2 separate regions of the Rattus norvegicus genome follow, and region 2 is linked to region 1. The links are chromatin contacts, called in public Hi-C maps. All regions are on one chromosome and are shown on one strand. Each heading gives the region's core, a stretch centred on a gene start, on an enhancer-like site or on the middle of the called end of the contact. The rest is flanking DNA. Distances are from core to core; before and after follow the strand shown.

Evidence for each region. A called contact is a pair of places that touch in the nucleus more often than the background predicts.
Region 2: a contact with region 1 is called in a Hi-C map of Schwann cells, with 3 times the contacts expected there. The contact joins two enhancer-like sites.

What each region holds. Positions count from the first base shown.
Region 1 is chr5:40,483,177-40,489,716 of GRCr8, reverse strand. No RefSeq gene overlaps it. Among named protein-coding and RNA genes, the nearest start is that of Faxc, 210 kb to the right of the region's middle. Within about 2 kb of position 3,451, at least 3 of the 93 cell types and tissues checked have an H3K27ac peak or open chromatin away from gene starts, as enhancers often do. A contact at or near this core is called in Schwann cells, where this site is marked.
Region 2 is chr5:40,745,906-40,752,445 of GRCr8, reverse strand. No RefSeq gene overlaps it. Among named protein-coding and RNA genes, the nearest start is that of Fbxl4, 3.3 kb to the left of the region's middle. Within about 2 kb of position 4,070, at least 2 of the 93 cell types and tissues checked have an H3K27ac peak or open chromatin away from gene starts, as enhancers often do. A contact at or near this core is called in Schwann cells, where this site is marked.

The DNA of each region.
Region 1 (6,540 bases), core at 2,202-4,701:
ACTAGCCTCTAACCACTGAGGTAGGTACTCCTTACCCATTTCACTTGTCAGGCGCAGAGACCAAAGGAGAGCTTTGATGCCTTGAAACAATGTTTCCAAAAGTACATCCTGAGTAATAAGATACCTCCTAGGGATGAGAGGCTACAGGTTCACATTTATTGAGTACTTACTGCTTGTAAGGCAGTGCGGAAATGCTTCCCCTTTAATCCTTCTTACAATGCTTAAACCAGACAACATTATTTTCTCTATTACTCAGAGGAAGAAACTGAGAATGTAGTCTGCCCAAGTCTCATAACTAGTGACAGCTGAGATACACACTTGAGCAGCCAACTGTGGGCCTGACAGAAATTCATACATACAAAGTGCTCTTTGATGATGGCTCTACTATATCTGAGAATCTTAGAATCAAAGAACCAGAGATGATTGCAGCTGATTTCTTATAAAGATGAAATATCATGTATTTCAGCCTCTGCCCACAGGCTTTTTTCCCTCTGATTTTGGATTTGGTTGGAGCTTCTCTTTGCAGCAAGCTCCTGTTCTGTGGGAAGAATCTCTCCCTTCCACGTTCCAGACACAGAGGGGGAACTGACTCCTTTCTTGTACCAGATGCTGAGATCGGCCCTAGACACCCTTTTTCTCATGTAATCATCACAGCCCCTCTATGAGGTCAGTTTTATTAACCATATTTAAATGGTTGAGGAAACAGGAGCCCAAGTGGTTCAGGAGCTAGCTGTTTGCCTACTGTGGTCCAGAGCCCACAGTCTTCTCACTAAATTGATTTCACTCTAATCTGAAAGGTGAATGCTGTCATCAGGGCCTTTCTAACATGCCCCAAAGTCAATGTTAAAATCAAGAGTCATCATGAAATGTTGTTACAGCTTTTCTTTTTTATTACATTCATGTATTGATTCTTCATTTGGAGAATGGACACATACCATAGCATAGGTGTAAATGTGGATAACTTGTAAGACTTTGTGGGACTTGATTCCCTTTCAACCTGTGGGTCCTGAGGATTGAACTCACGTTCTCTGACTTGGTGGCAAGTACCTTCTTCAGATGAGTCATCTTGACAGGCTGAGAACTGTCCTTTGTAGAACAAAATCACGTCAAATGAATAAGCACTGCCAAACACAGAAGTAAACTTCACAGGGGAGGAATTTTGTTGTTATTTCTACAAACAGCAGAAAAACAAAAGTTGAGGTAAGACATAGTAAGGTAACGTGAAGAAAACATGGAATGGGGGTTCAAGATGAAGCTCCTTCTTCCTCAGCTCATGGAGCAGCCCCAGGGAGAGAGGTTACTGTGAGCCCTATGGCAGATTTCCTCTGAATGGTGGATGTCAGTGTTTCCCTGATGAATTTGAGAGGAGCCTGCACAAATGTTAAGAAGTAGGAAATACATTTTCTTTCTTTTCATGGCCAGTTAATGAATGGTGGCCAAAGATACCTTGATAAGGAAATTTAAAATCTCTGTTCGTGATTCGGTGCATGAAGTTAAGAATTCAAGGGCTGTCTCTGCTTTTTATTAGCACCTCTTACTTGCTGTGTAGCCTTGCAGAAGTTGCTTCACCTATCTGTGCACTTACTTCCTCACTGACAAAATTTGGAGGTTCTGTGAGAATACAAGTAGAAGTTCGGAAAACTACCATACTGCCCTCTTACCCTCAATTCTGCTACTTTTTGGGACAGAGACTCTGTAGTCTCTGTCGTGGATAGGGTTTTATTGCTATAAAGAGGAACCATGACTACAGTATCTCTTATAATGACTGGGGCTTGCTTACAGTTTCAGAGACTAAGTCCGTTATCATCAGTGAGGGAAGCATGGCAGCCTACAGGCAGAGAAGGATCATACAGTTCTACATCCAGATAGGCAACAGGAAGTGAATGTCACACTAGACCTGGCTTGAGCATTTGAGATCGTAATGCCTATCGAGATGCACTTCCTCTGAAAAAGCCACACCTACTCCCACAAGGCCACACCTCCTAGTAGAGTCACTCCCTGTGAGCCTACGGGGGGTGGGGGGGCATTTTTATTCAAACCACCACAGTCTCTAAGACAGTAGTTCTGAACATTTAGTGTACAAATCATCACTTTTTGAAAACATAACATTGGGCTTGTTGGAGAGATGGCTCAACTGGTAAAGTATTTGATGTGCACAAGCACCCATCTGAGTTTAGATTCCCAGGATCCTTTTTAAGAAGAAAAAGAAAGGAAAGTGGGTGTGGCCATAGGCTAGCACTGATAACCCCAGCACAAGAGAGGAGAGACAGGCATAAGCCAAAAGACAAGCTTCAGGTTCAATGAAAAGATCCTGTTGCAAAACAAAACAAAAAAAAACAAAAAACAAAAAAAAATCAAGTAAAAATCAATGAAGACATCCTGGTGTTGACCTCTGTCTGCTACAGGCACACATATGGGTACATGCACCAGCACACAGGTATCCACATACATGAGGACATACAGCATACACGTACATGCAAGCTAACACTGCCTCTGTGGAAGCCCAAAAGGCACCTAAATTATACCTCTCTAAAGACACAAATCAACCTCTCCGTTCCTTGCATTGGTCAGAGTGCCCGTCTCATTCCGAGGGTTTGCTGTGGCTTGTGGTCACATGGACTGAACCGCCAGTTCACAGCACTCGCCCTGGCTTGCCAGACTTATGTCACCCATCAGCTGCTTCCAAAACCCTAAATAGGAAAGTAGAATCACTGCATGGCAATCAACGTCCTTTGAAACGACTTTCACTACTCCAAAGTACTTCAAGGAAATGTTATTACCCACCCCAATACCCACAAAGTGTTGCTGATCTTACTGTTCAGGAAAAACAGAGGTGGTCCTAAAATACCAGGACTTTGAGGAACATTTGCCCAAAGATTTTGTTGTGGTTTACTTGCTTAATAAAACCAGTGGTAAGGCAGAATATTTAGCTCCTTTACTCTGCCATTTTCCCCTGATAAGAATGAAAATAAGCAGTGTTGTTTACTCTGCTCACAAAAGGCAGTGTGGAGGGCTGCCAGCCCTGGAATCCTCCTCGTTCCAATGGCCACACACAGGGTGTTTCTGTGGGATGAAGAACTCTTACAGACCCTACTTGAGTCTCCAGATTATTGTCCTCACTGAGAATGAAATCAAAATGTCAAACCCGGAAGCACAATCTGAAAGAATCCTATGAAAGTCTTAGTGCAGATGCAGTCACTCTTTACACTCATAAAGAATGCAATAAAACTATTGACTGTTGATATGGTAAAACCGCTGGCCGCCCTTATTGGTCTGTAGCAACATTCTGGTCAGCTGCTACAACGGTGGCTGACCTCTGAATATGATCAATGTCTGCAACAAACAAATGTAGGAGGAAATAAGTCAGCCTCTGTCAGACAGGCATAAGTCATGTGTCTGCCGAGTCCTCCTAAGAATGGGATCTCTCTTCGCTCTTCTGCTTCTCATAGCTCCCACATGTTCCCTCTCATACTCCCACATCCTAGTTTCCCAACAAAGATTCCTCTTGTTCTGAAGGCCCAAACCAACACCAACTGCTTCTCTTTTGTTCTGCCCACATCCCTGAAATACTATCCAAAAGCAACCACTTTCTGCTGCGAAGGAAAGGCCTGGCATGAAGGGGAATGTGCACCCAACGACATTTCAGATGTGACTGGCTGGGCTAAGGCACCTATGGATCTTAGCCAAGCCCAGAGCTCCCCCTAATGACCAGCCTTTGAGAAAAAAGCAAGAGGAAAAGAAGGAGAGGAAGGAAGGGAAGAAGGCAGGGAGGGAGAGAAAGAGAGAAAGAAAGAGGGAGAGGAGAGAGAGAGAATATGGGGAAAGAAGGGAGAAGTTGCTTATTGTCTTCCGTTTTTTTAAAAAGGCCACTTGGGAAGTGCTAGTCACTCCAATCCCTCCCTCGTATGGACTACCCCTACTTTCCCTAACACCCCAACCGGCTCTGATATAGGACTCCACTTGTCAAGGTCACTTTGGGGTCCTTAATTTGTTCTGAACCAGGATTCCACATCATCTCCTCATATTAAGTGCCAGACTGCCACCATGTGCTCTCGGGACCTGTTTGAAAAATTCTATTTTTGGTTCCGCATTAAAGGATTGCATTTCTCCTGAAGGCCAGCTGTTGGCTGACTGCAGTGCCAAAAACATAGTCTTCTAAGTGCACTCCTGTGTTTCTTCTTGCTGTTCCTAATCCTCTGGCTGAGAACCAAGAGGAAGTCTCACTGGGGGCTTGTTTGCTTACTGTAGGGCAAGACCCTAGTATCTGCTCTCCCCAGGCGTACCTGGCAAACCAATGAACCACAGAGTTCTCCAAAGCACAGTAGCGACTGCATAGAAGGAAACAAGTGTTATTTCCCAAAGCTGACAAAAGCCTCCTTACTCAGCATCTATACAAGGCAGAACAACTCAGACATACTTTTTCTTCCCCTCTTCCTCTTTTGAGTCTGACTCAAGTTTAGAGGATTCGTGTCTTTCCCCTGGGCTCCATATCACACGCCTGTGTGTTACATCCTGAAACTTAATCATCCCCCAAAGATCCATATTAAAGGCTTGGCTTCAGGCTGCAGCCTTGCTGGCAGATTGATTAAGAAGGGGGCATCTAAGGGAAGGAAGATGGAGAATGACTTTGAAAGGCATATCGAGACCCATGTCCTCCCCCCCCCTCTTTGCTTTCTGGTGGTAATGAGGTAAGCAGCCATGTGATCTCACCATCATATGCCACATCAGGACAGACCCAAAGCAACGTAGCCAACTGATCGTGGACTAAAGTCTCCAAGGCTGTGAGCCAAACCGGTCTTTCCTCCTTCCACATTGTATCACTGGGGCATTTTGTCAGAGTGACTGAGAGCTGAATGACAAGCCTGAGTGTTAGATACAGCCATTAGCCATGACGTCATTTCCATCCAGGCTGAGTCTGTACTCAAGGCAATCCCTAACTGGAGGGCCTGACGTCCCTAAACAACATGATCAAAGTACTTACTGAGGGATGGTGAATCATAGACAAGTAACAGTGGCCAGAGGGTTTTTTTTAAGACTATGAAATATTTTTAAATCTCCTGAATTAGTCATCAACCCTGTAAAATCAGGGTACTTCATACATTTAAAAAGTGAGTCATGGACCCCCAGCCATTTAAATCACTGGGTTTATCCACACAGAAATGGCCCTCAGAACAGCAGAGGGATCACCTTCCTGTCCAACCACCCTAGGACTCCGTTCATAAGTAATTGGCCTGACCCCCCCAAGGAACAGTGTCTGCAAACACGAATTAATCAGATATATAACACATTAACACAGATTAATCTATTTGGCATTTCTCCCAGGTAACTTTCCAGTTAAGATGCCTATCTAGAAAAGATCCCTAAGAGATAGTCTAATAGACTCTAGCGATATAAGGATCAGTGAGGCTGATATTCCAGCATCACGAGACATTTCAGCACCTCTACATTTTCTGTGAGTTGGCTGTTTGCCACATTTTCAGCAAAATTTATACTATGTCATTGGTTTGCTCAAAGAGTTTTACCTAAGAACTAAGCAGATGATATAGACCAACTTTCAATAATTTTTGGAGCAAAGCAGACTATGAATAAACAAGTAGAAATTTTTGAGGTAGACCTGAAAATAAACTCCAGTTCAAAGTCCGACATAAATTGCAATATTCTGTTTGTGTCATTCTATGTATTTCCCCTCTGATTGGTCTTTAAATGCATCTGTATTCGTACGATAACTCAAAGATGTCTTCAGGCAAATGCTGTGTTATTTTCAGGCACAGAAAAAACCTGGGCAGGCCAACAGTTATCACAATGTCAGTCACTGAGTTCAAAGTGCAGACAGCCAGTGTAGGATGATGTCATTATGCAGCAAGGTGGGTCCAGGATAAGGTGAAGCCAGTCATTGGATGAGAAGGAAGGGTAGGTGGATAAAAGTCTAGGAAAGAGAGAGGTGGAGGAGGAGGAGGAGGAGGAGGAGGAGGAGGAGGAGGAGGAGGAGGAGGAGGAGGAGGAGGAAGAGGAGGAGGAGGAGGAGGAGGAGGAGGAGGAGGAAGAGCGAAAAAAGAAAGATGGGGACAGAGGAGGAGGATGATTCCAATCCAGGTGGTCTAGGTCAATTTATATCTTTTCTAGGTGGGCAGTTTCTATCTTTATTAATTGGCAGTGAAATTATTCTGTGGACATATTGTAGATTGAGTATTTAACATATAAATCTGACCGTTGGGTCTTGATTTTACTGGATAGCTGGGACCAGAGTTCCCAGCTGGCCAGGGCAACTAGCTATGGGAGCAGAGAGATGGCTGGGGCTAGAAGATAGCTGGACTATGTGGCATGGTGCCACACTGAAACCAGCCACCACTGAGATAAATTAGTTTTATATGGCCCTACGGTGCCAGGAAGCGACTGCCTGGTCTGAGAGATCGTGGAGCGGTGACGCATGGGAAACATTCATGCTGCTTTTTCATTTGTACAGAAACAGCCAGTGTACAATTTCCAGGATAGTAGAACTTAGAAAACTAGTTTTAAAAAAAATTACAAGGCTAATGTTTT
Region 2 (6,540 bases), core at 2,821-5,320, 260 kb before region 1:
TGGCTGCTACCGGACTGCTTGTCTTTTGAGCTGCTTAGCAAAGCCAGTGGTGGTTTAGAAATGGCCCATTTGCTCCAGAACTGGCAGTGGGTGGCAGAACCTTTACACTACTCGTCCTTCCAAAGATAGCCCTCCAAAACTAATGTAGTTCTGCTGAAGCTTCTTCGGACTTGGTGACTTAACCCAAGTATTATGCAAAAAGCCCTTCAGCACTTGAGCAGTAGAATGAGAACTTCTAGGGCAGTAGAAGTTCTCAGCAGGCCAATACACCAATTAATTAACAAATTCTTCAGCCCGCAGAAACAAACCTTCAGGCTCATATTCACCCGACCACCTGTGATGAAGATGCTGTCAAGGGTCTCCCTTAGTCTCCATTTCTTTTCAAAGGAATCTTTCTTTGGCTGTCGTTACATTTGCCTTTTCAGAAGGTTTCCACTAATGACAAACTTTAAGATTTATTTTAATTTTTTATTAATCTCTCTCTGTGTGTGTGTGTGTGTGTGTGTGTGTGTGTGTGTGTGTGTGTGTCCTGTTCACGTGCATGCAGGTGTTCAGATGCCATGGAAGGCAGAAGTGGTCAGATATCCTGGAGCTGAAATGAGACAGTGGTGATCTGTCAGAAGTGGATGCTGGGAACCAAACAGGTTCACAGAAAGAGCCATCTTTCCAGCCTTATTAATGGGAAACTTTCAATAACACGCTGAACCATTCATCATTTCCAAATTTCTCCTGAAGAAGCAAAATAGAAAGAACACTTGTTAATTCTACTTTACTTCCTGTTCCATCGCTGTGAGAAGACATCATGATCAAAACAATTTATGCAAGGAAGGGTTGAGACTTGGGATTCTAGATGGTTAAGAATCCATCACAAGTACATACGGGAGCATCGCAGCAAGCACCAGGTATGGCGGCATAAGCAACTAAGAGCTCATGCCTCTAACAGCAAACGTGAAGTAGAACGGACAAACCAGGAAATAGCCAATGGCTGGCTTCCATCAGCAAAGCCATACGTCCTAAACCTCCCCAAACAGAACAACTGGGAACCAAGTATTGAAATGGCCCAGCATATGAAAGGCAGCTCATTCAAACCACCCCATGAAGTGAAACAGTTATGGTATGCCATGTAATTATACGGATGTGAAATCTTAATCAGGAAAGTCAAACTCAATTTCCATCTTCCACGTTTGACTGTGCCACTTACTACCTGGTGAGCTGCTTCCTAAAAAGAGAGTATTGGAAACTGGGTATGGTGGGAGGCAGAAGCAGGCAGATCTCAATGACTTCAAGGCCATCCAGAAGGGCATTCCATCTTGTTAACAAAAGGGGTAACTGTGCGGTCCACTTGTCTGATTATCTCACTCTATTCATCACAGGGTTTTTGTAAATCTGAATATTTATTCTAAAATAAAACGGTTTTAAATCATGCTAATTCATTAAAAATAAAAATGACAAGCTGACCCTTTCTATTTCCTGATATAATTCCTCAGTTAATGCCTATAAAGAACTCAAACCCTGGGGTTGGGGATTTAGCTCAGTGGTAGAGCGCTTGCCTAGGAAGCGCAAGGCCCTGGGTTCGGTCCCCAGCTCCGAAAAAAAGAACAAAAAAAAAAAAAAAACAAAAAAACTCAAACCCTATTTTAAACTGCAGAAATTTCTCATTCTAGAATGAAGTATGTTTTTTAAACAAAGAACAGACCTTCCTTTAGTCCTTATTCACTTTCCACATTTCTACCTTTCTTCACTACATTTATTTTTTAAATTTTATTTTATTTTTTACTTATTCACTTTACATCCGGCTGAGTAGACCCCTGGGTATCCCTCAACCCTGACACTTCTGCTAGGCTAGGCACTTCCTCTCCCACTGAGGCTAGAAAAGGCAGCCCAGCTAGAACATATCCCAGAGACAGGCAACAGCTTTGAGGATAGCCAGTCCAGTTGTTCAGGACCTACATGAAGACCAAGCTATACATTTGCAACATGTGTGTGGGAAGGCCTAGGTCCAGACCATGTGTGTTTTTTGGTTGGTAATTCAGTTCCTTTCTTCTGTTCTTCCATAAGAGTCCCCAAGCTCCATCCACTGTTCGGCTTTGGGTGTCTGTATCTATCTGAGTTAACTGCTGGGTGGAACCTCTCAAAGGACAACATGCCCCTGTCTGTAAGCATAACAGAGCATCATTAATAGTGTCATGGACCGGTGCTTGCCCATGGGAAGGGTCTCAAGTAGTGTTATGGTTCTAACTGAAGGATAAAACATATTCAGGAAAGGACACAAAAGCTGGATATAGTAGTTGTCCATTGGTTGTCCTAGCACTTGGGAGACAGAGATAAATGGATCAGGAATTCTAGGTAAATCTCAAGTTACATAGCAAATTCAACACCTTCCTGGGATGAGTTAGACCCTGTTTTCAAAAAAGAAAAAAAAATAGAAAGGAAAGGGAAAGTGAAAAAGAAGCTGATACAAAAAGTGACTGTACAGTTGGATAAAAATGGGAACACACTCACATAATAAGTCCTCAGATAAAAACTGGATAATTACTAGCAAGAAGTCCCCAGAATTGCTCCTGTCCAAAAAAATACAGGAACAAAGAGTGGAGCAGAGGCTGAAGGAAAGACCCTCCAGAGACTGCCCCACCTGAGGATCTAGTCCATCTGCAGGTACCAAACCCAGACACTCTTGCTGATGCCAAGAAATATGTGCTGACAGGAACCTGGTATAGCTGTCCCCTGAGAAGCTCTATCAGAGCCTGACCAATACAGATACAAATGCTTGCAGCCAACCATCAGACTGAGCACAGGGACCCCAATGGAGGAGTTAGGGGAAGGACTGAAGGAGCTGAGGGAGTTTACAACCCCATACAAAGAAGAGCAATATCCACCAACCAGATCCCCCAGAGCTCCCAGGGACTAAACCACCAACCAAAGAGTACACAAGGATGGACCCATGGTTCCAATTGCATATGTAGCAGAGGATGGCTTTATCTGGCATCAGTGGGAGGAGAGGCCCTTGGTCCTGTGAAGGTTCGATGCCCCAGTGTAGAGGAATGCTAAGGTGGTGATGTGGGAGTTGGGGGTAGGTGGGGGAGTACCCTCATAAAAACAGGGAGGAGGGGGATGAGATAGGAGATTTCCAGAGTGGAAACAAGAAAAGGGGATAACATTTAAAATGTAAATAAATAAAATGTCCAATAAAAAATAAAAAAGAAGTCCTCATATGTCCTTCTGATCTTTTCCCATTGCCTTTCCCCCAGTGTTAGCGTTATTCTGACTTTTTAAAAAGAGTGTTTTTATCACCTGCATTCCTGCCAGTGGAAGTCACTGGAGGCTGTCAGGATTCCTAGAACTAGAGTTATAGATGGTTGTTGGTCACCATGTGTATGCTAGAAACTGAACCTAGGTCCTCTTTAAAAGAGCAAGTGCTCTTAACTGTTGACCTATCTCTCCGGTCCTATTCTGACTTCTAACAGATTAATGTCAACTTTTGGTCTTAAGGTAGATGGGGAATCATATAAATTACTCATTTTATTTGATATGGTTTCTTTTAGCATCAGGTTGGTGAGAACAATTCATGTTAAGTGTAGTGGTGGTTTCTTGAGTTACTCTTATGTTAAAAAAAAAAAGGAGAAGAAGACTGTATAGCCTATTCTTCATAAACATCCTGCAGTTTTGTTGTTTTTGATATTATTTACTTATTACAAGCTGCTGCTTTTGGCATTCGTTTTTATGTCTTTTGGTGCACACTCTTTGCCTGTCCTTTTATATACATTTTAATTTCTTCAATTTCTAGCTTTTTTTCAAAGATGTAGTTAGTGTTATTGTTTGCTTGTTTTTCTTTTGGACTATGTGTTGAGGTTGGGGGTAATAATGTTTGAAACCAGGGATGATGCTCTATTTTTTTTTATTTCAATGTTCTTTAAAATGCTGGTTGTTAAATAGACTGATTCATGTTTAAGAAAAGAAACAGCTGAGAGCAAAGTTTCTGTTCTGTGACTAAATGGAATTGTCATCACCCAGGCAATCCTCCCTCGAAACTTCTCTTCCCAAGGGCCTTGCTTTGTTTTCTGGGCAGGGGCACAATAAGGCCAAAGGGGGGGGGGAGGGGGAGTGATGCTTATCAGTTAGTGTTGCCCTGATTTAGTGTGTGAACTAATGCCTAGTTATTAAATGGAATGTTTTTCAGAGCTGAAAAGCATCCCACGCTGTAATGGCACTATTAAAAATAAAATCCCAACAAGGCTTAATTGTGCATAAAGTCACCAGCTCAGCAAGTTGGTTGTGATTCATCCGTGTTAGTTTCAAAAGTTACAATGTTCTGCTGCCATGGGGAGTCACACACAGAAGCAGCAGGTTCAAAACTCCTCTTTGGCCTGACCCCTTGAAGCACCACCCTCCCCGCCACTGTTCTCAAATGACCTTCTTCATGAAATGTCTATCAGTTAGATACCTTTTGGGATCGTGAGCATGTGTGACCATAAAATCCTACATGGTAAAGGCATCACTCAAAATGAAATGTCCCCACAGTGAGTTCCTCTTAGTTTTCTGTCATTTGTTCCAATTAGTTGTTCTCTGTAACCAAGACTTCTTAGAAAATGCAAGGCCACATGCTTTTCACAAAACTCAGCCAAAATAATCTGTGAGCTCTCTTGTGTGTGTGTACCTGTGTGTGTATGTGCCTGGGTGTATGAATGTGACTGTGTGTGAGAGTGTGCCTGCATGTGTGTTCCTATGTGTGTGCCTGTGTGTGAGTGTACCTGTATGTGTATGTACCTGTGTGTTAATGTGCCTTGGTCTGTGCATGTGTGTGTGAATGTGAGTGTGCCTGTGTGTGTGCCTGTATGTATGTGTGTGAGTATGTCTGGGTGTGGAACCCAGGTCATCATGCACACTAGATGCTAGATAAGTTCTCTAAAACTGAGAAATCCAGTCTTCCTTTTACTTTTTATTTTGACATAGCATCTCTCTAAGTTTCCCAAACTAGCCTTGAACTTACTCTGTACCCTTGTCAGGACTTGGGTTTGCAACCTTCCTGCCTCATCTTCACCCTCCTGTGTAGTTTGGATTACAGACCTGCACCACCACCAAGTTTGGCCCTGTGAAATCTTAAATGAACTAACTTGTTGAAAACCAGAATTCAAGCAGTAATGATAGGGGTTTTTAAGGTGCTAATTAATGACCAGAGAACATGAGTAATAGCCACTGATAGAAATCATTTAGTCTGTGATTTCAACATCATACAGATCATAAGAGCTTTTCATTTTCATATTAATCTCTCAAGATATTAGCCTAAAAAGTAGTCATAGTAACTACTAAGAATATCCAAATTTTCAACAAGAAGAAAGCCATTTTTAAACAAGCCCATATAGTCCAAACCCGTTTCTTACAGACCTAGAAGCAGGCTCCGAAATGAAAAGAACTGTCCACATCATGTCCTCAGAGCTGTCAATGATACCTAGTTCTCCAACTGTAAGTCAAAATGGCTTTCTGAAAATGATAACGAATTGCTTTACAATTCAATAACAACTAATCATGTTTCCATATTACCATAACCTTGGAGTAACTGTATGCAACAGGCAGAAAAAAATGAAATGCTCTCAGGAGCCCTGTCTGTCCAGCCCTGCCATGCTTAGGAACTTGTGATCCTAGATAAGTTATAGCTTCTCGGAGCTTGCTGCCACTTCTATGAAATGTGACTAACTCACAGACACTAGAGAAATTTAAAAGAGATCATATAAATGAAAGTGCTTTGTGAGTGATAAAAAAGTATGCAAATGGGTGAATATTATTAATATTTATTAACACATGTTGAAGATCAGTAATTGAGACTCTTCAATGCAAAATGTCAGTGTAGAGCCTTCAAGATCATTCTAGTTTAACTTTTTAAATTGTTATCAGCCACGAGAAAAGCCTGAAGCAACTCGGTGATTTACAGAGATTTAGATTTGCAGCAAGCAGCTTATAAAACTGAGACCCGGATGCTGGTCTCCTTGTACCTTCTAGTGAACAATTCCTAACATATACTAGCATGACCTAAAGTCACTAAAATGGGTTAAAACAACCAGATAAAGGTATAAGCCAAATTAGTAGAGGCCTAAAAGAAATAAAACATATTGAAAAGCAAAAACCTATTGTGATTGTACAGTGTTCATTTCTGCCGGTCTTTTTCTGTCTCTTTCTTCATTTAAAGACATAATTAAGGTTTCCAGTGATTGGGAATAATATGAGAGAGGTAGATGGAGATGAGGGATAAGCTTGAGTGCCCGGCTACTTTCTCTTTTCTTTATGTGATGACTCTTCTAAAAGCATTGCATCTACATTAATTCTGTCATCTCTTCAGAAAGACAAGGTAAGCAATGAAGAGGTAGAGCCTTTCCACTCCTTTAAAGCTTCACTGATCAGCGGACAGTTTCAACATAGACGCTCACACAGACCAAAAGCTTCAGTTTCTCCTCAATGTCTTGTCCTCATCAGAAGATCCTTTTCATCACTGAGGATCAACCCCAAAGCGTCACACATGATTGACAAGTCTAATCTGCCTGGCAGGAG